2 separate regions of the Mus musculus genome follow, and region 1 is linked to region 2. Evidence: chromatin contacts called from public HiChIP or PLAC-seq data. All regions are on one chromosome and are shown on one strand. The core of a region is the stretch at or near the end of the contact, and the rest is flanking DNA. Distances in the headings are between cores, read along the strand shown.

Region 1 (6,040 bases), core at 2,169-4,668, 200 kb after region 2:
TCAGAGCCATCTATAATAGGATCTGATGCATTCTTCTGGTATATCTTAAGACAGCTACAATATCCTCATATAGATAAAATAAATAAATCTTAAAAAAAAGAAAAACCATAAAGTTACAATTTATAAAACTTATGCATCCTTCCCTACTTTCTACTTTGTCATATAAACCAGTCAGTCAATGGACATACGCACATGGACATACACACACTTTCATCCCAACCTTTTAACATCTGGATATTTAAACTCTTGATCTTGGGAAATGTTTTTTAATAGCTCAGCCCAAAGAAATCACATTAAGGAGGCAGAAGTAAAGGTTAAAATCTACAGATGAGTGGATCACTTGACAGTACCCACTTAATTTAGAATTAGAATTATTTTTTAATCAACCATTTAGTCTTTAGGAATTCTTAATTTAGTAGCATAAATTACCTATACCTAAGATGAGTAGATATATATGCTACATTTTCAGGCATACACATATTTGATCAATTTATCACTTACTCCTCTCCTCTGTCTCCATGATACTCCCACTGAGTCCATTCTCCATCCCAATTTAATGGCCTAGTGTGTTTAATTAGTGTTCCTTCTTAGAATGGTGCTATTTATAAAGACACAGGCACTGTACCAGACTAAAACATAGTCTCTCCCTTCTCTAGTCACCAGCAAATACTCATAAGCTTTTGGATGGTTTGAGGCAAATTCTTAAATAAAATAGAAGCAAAATTCCCCAAACACCATATGTAGTCTTCTAGCATTACACATCAAGGAAAGCCTAGTATCTAAGGGACTCTTGGAGTAGAGTTTCATGTGTTAACAGGAAGGGATAAGGTGCTTTGGAATATGGATATAACATTCTTAGATTTTGTAAGCACATACTTAGGGTTCTTGTCTTAGTCATTTTTCTAATGTTATGATAATAAACCATGGCCAGGGCAGCTTGTAGAAGAAAGAGTTTCATTTGTATAGTGGTTTTAGAGTCTTAGAGTCCATGATGATGGAGCAGGAACATAGGAACAGTTGAGAGCACACATCTTGACCCAGAAACAGGAGGCAGAGAGAAAGCCTTGGGAGTCATACAAGTCTTTTGAAACCTGAAAGCTCACCCCAGTGACACACCTTCTCCAACAAGGCCACAGCTATTAATCCTTCCCAAGTAGTCGCACCAGCTAAGGACCAAGCATTCAAATATGTGAGACCATGGGGACTATTCTCATTCAAGCCCCCATAGTTCTTTATTAACTACTAAATAATCCCATGTAGATTAGATTTCATAACATTCAAATGAGCATCATCTCTTTGCAGTGCCCAGTGATTCAGCCTTCAGTAGTCCTTCAGGGGCAGTAGCAGGGACACAGACCCATGCGCATCTTCTTCACTTTGACAGGAAGTGTGTCATATACACTCATATTCATATGGAGATCTGGCTCTGTAACAGTCATCTGAGTAGAACTATCTCAGTAAGATGTATGTTACATAACAACAACAAATACTCTTAAATATTAATATAACATGATTATTGATCATGTTATATTAGTATTTAATATAGTATTTAATTAGTATTTAATATTACTATTAGTTTAGCATATAAAAGTCCATTTATAAGAAACACATGGCTTTTACACCCTGACAGTTGAGGCAGTGGAGTGACATTTTGTTTTATTTACTCTGTGCCATAACACTAGAAAAGAAGAAAACTAAGCCTCCATTTCAGGAATTCTGTTTGATTTCAGGATTTCTATATGCCTCTTGCTACCTTAGTGGTAAAAAAACAGTAAAGGCTGGGAGCTGTTTGTTAGGAAGAATGGAGATGAGAGCTCAGCTTCAACATCACTATTGCTGCACAGACAGTAGCTGCATACAAATTGTTAAGTTGCCAGTCTTCGTCCTTGCCCACTATCAGGGCCATCTGAAGAACTGCACAGAACCTTGAATTTTGTGTGCTGTCTGTTCTTGTAGGAAGTGCAGCTGAGAGGCTCTCTGTTGGAACAGAATAGCTGCTCACTTCTGGGAATAACCACAGCCACAGCGAAGCCTGATAAGAACTCAGAAGGGATGTGACTTATTTTGATCAAAGATGTCAAGCACTCATAAGACAGAGGGAAAGCTGCCACCAGAGAGTGGGCGAGGTGTATGCATGTGAAACTCCAAAGCCCCTCGCTTTAAACTCCCAAGATGCTTGTCAGCTTCAGTAGAGGTTCACAGCGAAGAGAAAAGCAAGAGTGCTAAAATGAAATGCACATCATAAGGCAAGGCAAGGAAATGATCAAACTAACCACCGAAGAGCAGGAAACCTTTCAGTGAAAGACATTTTCCAGTGGTATATTGATATTATTGAAACCATGTGTAGGTGGGTTTTTGTTTGATTATCTTTAAATGTAGATTTATCAGGGTGAGCAACAAATAGTAGTGTTAGAGGGTCTCCCAAAGGCCGATGCACTCTACCAGAGATCAGGTTGGTATGCCAAGGACAGAAATGGAGAGAAGGATATTTTGATATAGCTAATGAGCAGAGTTCCTCAAAACAGGGAAGGTTAAATAAGCGGTAGCTATTTTTTCTCCACCCATGCCTTCCTTAGCTTCTTTTGTTTTGCTTAAGGCATATGATTTCAGTAAGAAAAATTTAACAACAAAATACCAGACAGGAATAAAACTCCAAAAGTTTTTCAAGACATTAAAAAGTTAAATAACACCCCCCACACACCGCATCCCCCCAGCATTTATCAGAAGTGGGCCTAAGCCAGATGGGTTTCCTTTGAAAGGGCCTGTATTTTCTCTCATTCCCCTTCTATAAATAAGGTGCTCTGCAAGCCATTGAAAGGTGATAATTACATCTATAAATTGCTTTGCTTTCAACTTTCAAATTTAAGGAGTATTACCTTTGTCCCAGTGCCCCTGCAAACTGCAGAGGTGCCATTGCAGGGGGTAAAGCCACCCCCTCCTCTGCCTGTCTTCTTGGTCCCTGAATGGGATAGGGATGGTGTGGAACCCTGGACACCATCACTGCGAACCACTTATGGGGCTGCTTCCCCTTTACCAGAAACTGCGTCTGCTGAACAAAGGGGACTTTTTAATCACAGTCAATTTCAAGAAGTAGAAATACTATTTCAAAATCAGAGGTGGAAAGTAGGGAAGAGAGTAGATACTAGACTTATTGAAAGGGAGTATCTTTTATTCCTGCTATTTTGTTCCTTTCCAAAACTAGAAAATGCTATGCAACAGAGGAAAACACTCCAGGGAATGTAGTCCTGTAGCTGGCGCTGTAACAGGAGCCAGGCTGTGTCAAGGAAAAGCTCGTAGAATGTGGGGCCCCTGGGCAACAATTACCAAGTTGCTCTCTCTCTGGATGGTCCTGAAGTCCAGACAGAGGGCTCTTTAACCCCTGGCTGCTTCCTCTTCTGCCTAAGCTCCGCTGTGGCAGAGTAATCAGCCTTCCTGTTTCCTCAGTGCCGAGGACTATAGAGGACCAGGTAGAGGATTGTGAGGCGTACATTCAGACATTTGACTTAACCCAGCCAGTGTCAACAAGAGACATCTTAGTTTCCTGGCTGTGGCCCAAATCAACTTACTTCATGCAAGAGTGTGAAAGAAGCCCTAGGGGTTATTGGCTAATTAGAGCCCTCACATTCCCTGGCTGTGTGTGTCTACATTTTCACACACTGGAGCTGCCATCCCGGAGCACTCAAGACTTGCATGTGCTGCAAATGTGGTCAGTGGAAATGAACTCTCAATTCAGCTTGGCAGCACGTGACTTCCTATTTCTGTAAGGTACTTCCAAGAGACTTCCTCTGTAAAGCCAGCTGAGAGCCAGGAGATTTCCTTCACCGGCTAGACAAAGTTGATTTCAGCTCTGCTCAGAAGTTTGCCTAGAGAGATCGACTGAGTTCCTTTCTTTCTTTCTTTTTCTATTTTTTTTTCCTGCTCTTTCTTTTTCCTTTGCTGTTGCCAGCCTGCAGGGATCTTGTGGCTCCTGTCAGTGATCGGAAACTGAATACAGTAGTCCAGATCTCAGTAATCCACCCGGTGGAGCAGACCCTGACGAGGTACTCCAGCACAGAAATTGTGGAGGTGAGCCTGGCTTGCACGTGTTTCTCTCTGACTCTGTCCACCTTTGCCTCTCTCTCTCTCTCTCTCTCTCTCTCTCTCTCTCTCTCTCTCTCTCTCTCTCTCTCTCTCTCTCTCTCTCTCTCTCTCTCTCTCTCTCCCTCCCCCCACTCTCTTTCTGTGCAAGCTTTTGTCTCTGTGTGTGTGTTGTGCTCCTGCTCTCTCCTCCCCCCACCTCTTGCTCTCTCCTGCCCCTCCGCCCCTCTGAACAGCTGACTTGAGTTAACTTGTGGTCTCTTGCTGGCTGTTGCTTTTGTCTGTCATTAAGGAACACAGATCTGAAATGTCTAAGCACATGCAGAGTAAACACATGGAGAAGAACTGGACTTTTCATTGAAAGATTTTAGTTTTCTTCCAGAAAAAAGCTTTCCACTCCGAATTCCCAAACAGAACAGAATGTTTGTCTAGAAATTTGTGTTTCTCTATGTACATTATCTATGTTGATTTTAAATACAGTGGAATGAATATATTTAATGAGGGAAAAAGAATAAAGTACCCACATAGTTCAAAACAAGTGAAGAGGTTTTTGCTCTCCCCTCACACCCGGGGGCCCAGTCTAGTCCAACAGTAAATACTTTATATTCTCTGCTAGGTATGCATTTCAAAGTACTGTGTTTTCTAAAGAACAGTAAGTGACTAACTTGATTAGCCATTTGTTTCCAGACAGACATTGTAAATATCACTCATGAGATGAGAGATTCCCTGCTTCCATTTATTGTTGCTAATACAACATTCACCACGTATTGAAGGAAATACAATATTGTGCTGGCTCAGATTCAAAAAGACAAGGGTTTCCCTTTAGATCATTTTGTTCTTGAGAGACATTTCATGACCTTAGAGAATAAGAGATATGTATTTGAACATTTGGGGTTTTGGAGAGTGTGTTCTGCAGCTCCTTCAGCCAAGCATGTTTTTTTTGTTTTTTTGGGTTTTTTGTTTTTTGTTTTTTTCTGCTCCAGTCTTGGCTGGTTTAGCTCACTGGTCTCTCTGAAGCAGTGGCTGGAAGAAATGATTCAGCCTACAGTTGGAGTCACTTGTATTATGAAAATGACCTAAATCCTGTGTGCAGCCCTGCATTTCCCCCTCAGTTAGCCCTGAAGGCTTCCTTCCTCTGCTCTCCCTCTGCATGGCCCCTGAATGCAGGCAGTAATGAGTCTGCCCCTTGCATTCATCCCTGAATCTGCCCTTTGCAGACTTTAAGTTCTAATGCTGGTAAAATGTATAGTTAGCCCATAGTTGAATTAAAAGTAGTCTTCCAGCTGGGCGTGGTGGCACACATCTTTAATCTCAGCACTTGGGAGGCAAAGGCAGGCAGATTTCTGAGTTCGAGGCCAGCCTGGTCTACAAAGTGAGTTTCAGGACGGCCAGAGCTATACAGAGAAGCCCTGTCTCCGGAAGAAAAAAAAAGTAGTCTTCCTCATAGAAAGGCAGTTTGACTAAAACTGTAAAGTCATTTTCTTAATGGAAACACTTCGGGGATTATTGAAACTTTGTTACCTTTTGAACATTGGTAAAGTTTAAAGTATCATGTGTCCTTTATTTTTCCACTGTCCTCATTATTCTTCTGTGATAAGACACACATATCCTAAAGTGTATTATCATAGTTATAAAGGCAATTTATGTTGTTGTGATTTATACAATATTGGCACACTTTTCTTAGATGTTTTATTCACTGCCTGCCTCCAAATGTGTCTGACGTAATGCCAGGAAAAGAGCCTTTTGCCTTCTGAGGGAAAGAGTGAAGGAATGAGTGGGTGAGTGGGTGAGTGGGTGACTCCCCCAGGCTTGCAGAAACTTTGGTAGTCCAGTGGCCTATTGAACTTTTGGAACATTTTCAGATATATTTGTCTGTGTGCATGGGTGTCTACAATGTGATGTTAGATGCCAGCTTTCTAAATTCTGAGACCCTGAAATGTCTTGAGGATCATATGCCAAGCAA
Region 2 (5,776 bases), core at 2,359-4,858:
TGCTGTGGGGCCTTGGTGTTAATCATATTAAGCTATTACTAGAAAATCATTAGGAGTTTTGAGGAGAATCTAGGTCAAGAGTCAATCCACAGAACAAGCAGAAAGAATATAGTAGGTCAATATTTTTTCAAAGGAGATGAAATTTCGATCTAGAGTCATAATTGAAAGACAGTCATAAAGAAAAATTGAAACTTCCCATAAAACCTGAGTAATGTTTTGAGAAAGACAACAGGAAGATGAGCTCTTGTATGTGACTGGAATATACATACAACTCATCAGCACTGAGCAGGAGAGCAAACACAGGGCAGGTGACTGGGATGGGAACTCTCTGTGTCTGACATTAGTGACAACAGCTCTGGCTAAACAATGGGATTTGAGCAGGACAGGGAGGATCTTGGGCAAAAATCTGATGCATTTTTCAATGGCAGATTCTCTGGAATCTGGAATATATTTTCTTAAGAAGCAACATGCTATCTATAAATACTTGTACAGAATGAGAATATGATTAGGTGTAAAAGAGAGGATAGTATAAAAAGGAACCCTGCAGACAGAAACTTGCACTACTGACATCAAGCTTCATTTGTATACCTGCACCTGGAAGAACAACTCAATGATTTTCTAGTTTGATTTTAAAAGAAACTGACAAACCAGAATTCATTTCACATTTTGTAGCCACCAAGAGGTCTCCAGCAGACATGGGTGTTGTCACACTGTATGACAGCCATATCAGGACACTTCTTGATCTGTGAAGCTCTTGACATATACATAGACCCAACAGTCGATAGATTTTTGTGTGTGTGTTAACTAATTCCCTAATGGTAAAATAACAAAGATTGAATGTAGCAGTTTTCATATTTGCACATATTCAGTTTTACAGTTAGTTTCATATTTCATTAAACTATTTGTTTTTCAGATACAGTTTACAATATCCAACAAAAAACATGATCAAATAGATTGTGGAATATCTGCATAATGGCCAGTAGACAGGTTTAATTTTGCCTCTTGTACAGTTTGTTTTAGTTAAAAATTGTAGAGAAGTACTTATGCAGAACATTGAACAAATAGATCAGGATATAGGATATTTTCCGTATTGTCTCAGATATAAGATTGAAATCAGTATTACAGAATATAAAGGTACTCAATAATCATGATATATAATATTATATAGATTGCTGTTATTTAGATTATAAATACATATGCTTATATTCTACCCTTTTAAGTATTCTATAGTGAGAACACACTCTCTTATAATGAGAAAAACTTCAAAGCAAGGACTACAAACTTGTAATCGTTCCTTCTCTTTGTGTTTATGAATTTGTCTGTGATTTCCAAGTTCCTAAAAGATTTATAAAATGTTAACAGTCAAACCTGACACTTTCAAAATGACTCATTTCATAAGTTGATCTGAATTCAGAGTTATCTGATTTTACTTTTCATTTTCTAATAAACAGAAATATTGCCAATGGCTTCCTCCTGGAATTTTAGCACTTTCAAGGCCAGAATATTACATGAGAAATGATTGAAAAAAATTCCTTTAGGCAAACATTCTTAAGATCTAAAATGTTTGAAAATATGTATTTGAACAGCTGTGTTTTAATCTGATATTTTAAAATTGCTTAGTGCTTCTTCATGCAGGTCTTATTTCCACATTAAATTCACTGTGGAGTTAGGGACATTTGGTTTTCAGAATGTAAATTCCTGTTTTCAGCAGAGAATTTGTGAGTTTTGTGGGTTGCAGCCCTCTGTGTCTCAGGAAAGGCATGGCGGCCTTAGACACTGTGAACAAAATTGCTAATGAGTTACCAGAGATTCTTAAATGACACTTATCACTGTATTCATTAACTTTCCCCAAATGGAAAGATACTTACAGATAAAGGGATTTATATGGCATCAAGCCTGCCTTTGAAACCTGCTGACAACCACCTTCCAATTTTAATCCGCTCACAGGAGGAGGTTATCTAGTTAAAATATAGAGGATTCTGAGTCAGTTCAGGGGGAAGATCACCTGGCCTGGTTTGTCTATGCTGCTATGTTTGTCTCAAATCTTCCCTCTGATTTTTCCTGAAAGGTATAAGGTTCAGGAACTCTTTAGTCCTGACAGCCAGCAAATGTGGGTAGTAGTGACACCCACAGGTATGATGCCCTGTTAGTACATTTGTTATTCATGTACACAGCCATGGAATGCACAGGACATGGATCAGAATAAGGTCCTTTAAAGAAACAGTAACCTTTTAATTTGAACATTAAAATAGATTTAAAAAATAAGCAAGAAATCCTGTAGGCTTTGCTATCAATCACATCTCAAAGTAGAGTGCTGGTCTTTTTTCTTCCTATTGGGTGAAGCCAAAGCAGAGCTCTCACTTCCTACAGTATCATGCACTTTGGTGTTGTGAACACTGAGTGACAGCATGTGAGCTTCCAGCCCATTACTCTCATCATCATCATCATCATCATCATCATCATCATCATCATCATCATGGTAACAGTTTTAATAACTGAACTGTAACAGGACAAAGAAAAAGATGCTCCTTATTTGAGAACAAGTCAGATGTCACTTTAAAAATCAGAACAAAAGGTGGGAATGATGTCTTTTAGTTTGTGCAACTGCAGGTCAGGGTGAGCTGCCCGTTTTAGAGAGAGTAGACAGGTCATTTATTGAGAGTTATGGTGGTTTTAAAACCAGCATGGTTTAAAAAGCTTGCATCCTAAATAAATACCAAATGACTTCTATTGTGGTCATTGAAGTGTCAGTAAAGTTATAGGAAGGAAAATGGATTGGTTTTAAGTATTAGTTTCAGTTACTTTTTGTTGAATTAAAACAAAACAAACCCCAAACTTATTTATTTATCTTTTGCATTTAGAAAGAGGAGGGAGCTGCTTCATCTTTTGAGAGTCAGTCCTCCCCTGTTATACAGTATCCTATGCCCACACATTATGGGTCCAACACATGTTGTATGACCTTTTCACACCCAGGAGATCAGAAATCACATAAATAGCAGAATCACAGGGCAGGTAAGAAAGGAAATTAAGGACATTTTTTTTACAAAGAAAAATGAGCTTTCTATTTATGTACAGGCAACCAGCCTCAATAGGTTAAATATCAAGACACAAAAGTGGAAGGAGGACCACTGGGAGAAAGGTTTTGGTGGGAAAGATGGGTAGATGAGATAGATGGAGTGTGGAGGAAAATGCATCAGATTCAGAAGAAATGAAATTGTCAGAAGATGAGTTAGAAAACAAACTAAACACAAGAGGAGGAAGACTTATACTATAGAAAGTGATTCTAAGTGGCCAAAATGCCAGGTTTGCTGAAGGGAAGTGTGGAAGAAAGGAGCCACCTGATAACTGAGTTTCCACTTATCCATGTCTAAGTTTACCTGTGATATCTGGGATGACTCCAGGCTCAGTCAGTGCCTCTGTTTATATCTGCTGGCCAGGAGTAAAATTAAAAACTCATTTGAATATCAAACTTTATTTAATAAATTTTGTTGAAGTAATTCTACTCTATACATCTATATTTATTTCACTATCATGAAAGCAAACAGCACCACTCTTATCTAGTCTTGGATCTTCTACCATTTTGAGTAGCTTGAATGCTTTTTACCACATCAAGCAGCTAAGAAGAACAGCATCCACAGAAGAGAGACTAGAAAAGGTCCATTGTTCATGATATTGGTCATTGACACATTAGTTTGCAGTTGTGCAGGCTGCTGGTATAAAGATATCTATTGGGCGGGACTTGAGGGGCACTATCTAAGGGTTCTTTCATAGCAGACAGAGGCACAGATAGAAAGAGATCCTACAGGGAGAGACAGCAATGACTGCACAATCTACCCCACACTACAAAATGTAGGCACTGACAGCCTTCAAAACAATTCAGTTACTTATTGAAGAAAATACACCCATATACACATTTTATTTCAAGGAAAACAACAACAATAACAACAGAACAAATGAAAACTGTTATAACCACAAAACCTGAGATTTCTTACAGATAACAGTCAGAGGAAAAGCCCTGTTCTATTCTGTAGTAGACCTGTGGTACCATCAACAGTTATGTAACATCTCTATGATTATGTGACCCATGCCATTAGTCAATGGATGTGGCCAATAAAGTGACCATACTCTCAACTCTGTTATAAGACATGATTCTTGGTGAAATTGCTTTTTCTGTGAATGACAATAAAAATAGCATCTACCTTACAGGACTTTTTGTGAGAAGCAAATGATTCACTAGAAATAAAGTTCTTACTGTTCTCAACAGAAAAGTAAATATTTATAGAGGTCTTATACCTCCTAGCTTTTATGACTCTGACGGTGTAGACTAGACATTTTGTAAAAATGTTTTTCTATTGAGTTTTATCTAGGGCATTCTCATGCTTTCTCTTGGCTCATGTATTTCTTTAAGAACACTTCCTGTGTTTCTGGCATTCCATGTTCTTAGCCAGAAAATTACCCATGTCCCCAAAGAACTCTGTTACTTGTTGTCTTAGAGAAGAGTGTTGAAAAACAGAACTTGACATCATGTGGGCTTTGTTGCTACTTAAGTGTCAGTGGAGATGGATCCTGTCCATAGACATAGCAAGGAAACACACGGTTTTACATAAATCTGTGTGTGTATTCATATTTGTAAATATGAATATATTTGATTAACATCTATTATTTACCATGTCAACCGTACACACACACGCACACACACACACACACACACACACACACACACACACACACACACACACAATTTATCTACCTATCTAGACTCTAGCTAACTGATGTGATTTCATACTGCTGCACTTGGATAATCTATGAGTTTTCTTGTCAACAGTAAGGAGACTGGCTTTTACCATCTGCTCTACTCTGCTGGCTTCTATGAATAGTAGTATCAGAATTGCAAACCTGAAATCCAGTGGGGACATTGTCTATCAGCTGGGACAGTGTTTATGTTCAGCTCCTGTGGCCTTTGGTTCAATTGTTTGACATATGCAAAATACAACTAGATTTGCTTTTTATGTTCTGCATTGATCTTGAGACCCCCATGGTGTCCTAATGGATTTGACAATAAATCTGCAGACAAGGTTTGCCCTTTGGGTTGTGAATAACTATGGACCTAGAGAAAGACATAATATAGTATGTCCATCACAATAACATTCTACAAAATAATTTAATTCCTCTAGAAATCTCCCATGCTCTACCTGGTCAGTCTTCCACTCATGTCTCTAGCACTATGGCTTTAACTATCTGCACAGTTTATCAGTTTATCTTCCCCAGAATGGCACATAATTTTTTCAGATGGGTCTCTTCCAACTGGCAATAAGACTCCTAAATTATCCAATACTTAAAAACCTTCATCTTGCTGTGTAATGTATTATTTCATTACAAATGAGTGTGTTTATATATTCTCCCATTGAAATAAATTTTAATTTATTCCAGTGTGGCTGATCATTCACAGCACAAAAATGATGTATTCAGTTTCTGGGTAAACACAGGATTTCACATCAGTTTGGTAAGTGCTTCTGAGCACAGTTGCTAGGTTGTATGATAAAGCTATCTCTAGCAGTGTAGCATATTGTCAAATTAACTTCCGGAGTAGTGGTACTCTCACCATTAAGGAATTAATGGTCCTGCTGCTCTGCACCTTTATCACAATAGTTATTATAATCAGCACTATGATTATTAGATTTTAACCACTATATCAGATTTGCAGTGGTATCTCATTTTCTATAAGTTGTATTCCCTAATGAAAATTATCTTGCTCATTACTTTATATAATATTTTA

Evidence for each region. HiChIP or PLAC-seq counts read pairs in DNA pulled down with a chosen protein or histone mark.
Region 1: a contact with region 2 is called in a Foxp3 HiChIP or PLAC-seq map of regulatory T cells, with 5 times the contacts expected there. The contact joins two enhancer-like sites. A contact is called at or near these places in 1 of 15 datasets of contacts at CTCF or cohesin (CD8 T cells), 3 of 484 Hi-C or Micro-C datasets (the HPC-7 cell line, Th1 cells and nephron progenitors), 4 of 115 datasets of contacts at active chromatin or transcription factors (CD8 T cells, craniofacial prominence, oligodendrocyte precursor cells and 1 more) and 3 of 9 other capture datasets (adipose tissue, liver and pancreatic islet).

Annotation. Positions count from the first base shown.
Region 1 is chr8:81,764,148-81,770,187 of GRCm38.p6, forward strand. Inpp4b (inositol polyphosphate-4-phosphatase, type II) reads left to right here. Exons shown (of 25, transcript NM_001024617.3): 6 at 3,947-4,065. Among named protein-coding and RNA genes, the nearest start is that of Gm25267, 390 kb to the right of the region's middle. Within about 2 kb of position 3,419, at least 162 of the 459 cell types and tissues checked have an H3K27ac peak or open chromatin away from gene starts, as enhancers often do. A contact at or near this core is called in regulatory T cells, where this site is marked.
Region 2 is chr8:81,568,898-81,574,673 of GRCm38.p6, forward strand. All of the region lies in intron 2 of Inpp4b (inositol polyphosphate-4-phosphatase, type II), which reads left to right. Among named protein-coding and RNA genes, the nearest start is that of Gm51582, 230 kb to the left of the region's middle. Within about 2 kb of position 3,609, at least 5 of the 459 cell types and tissues checked have an H3K27ac peak or open chromatin away from gene starts, as enhancers often do. A contact at or near this core is called in regulatory T cells, where this site is marked.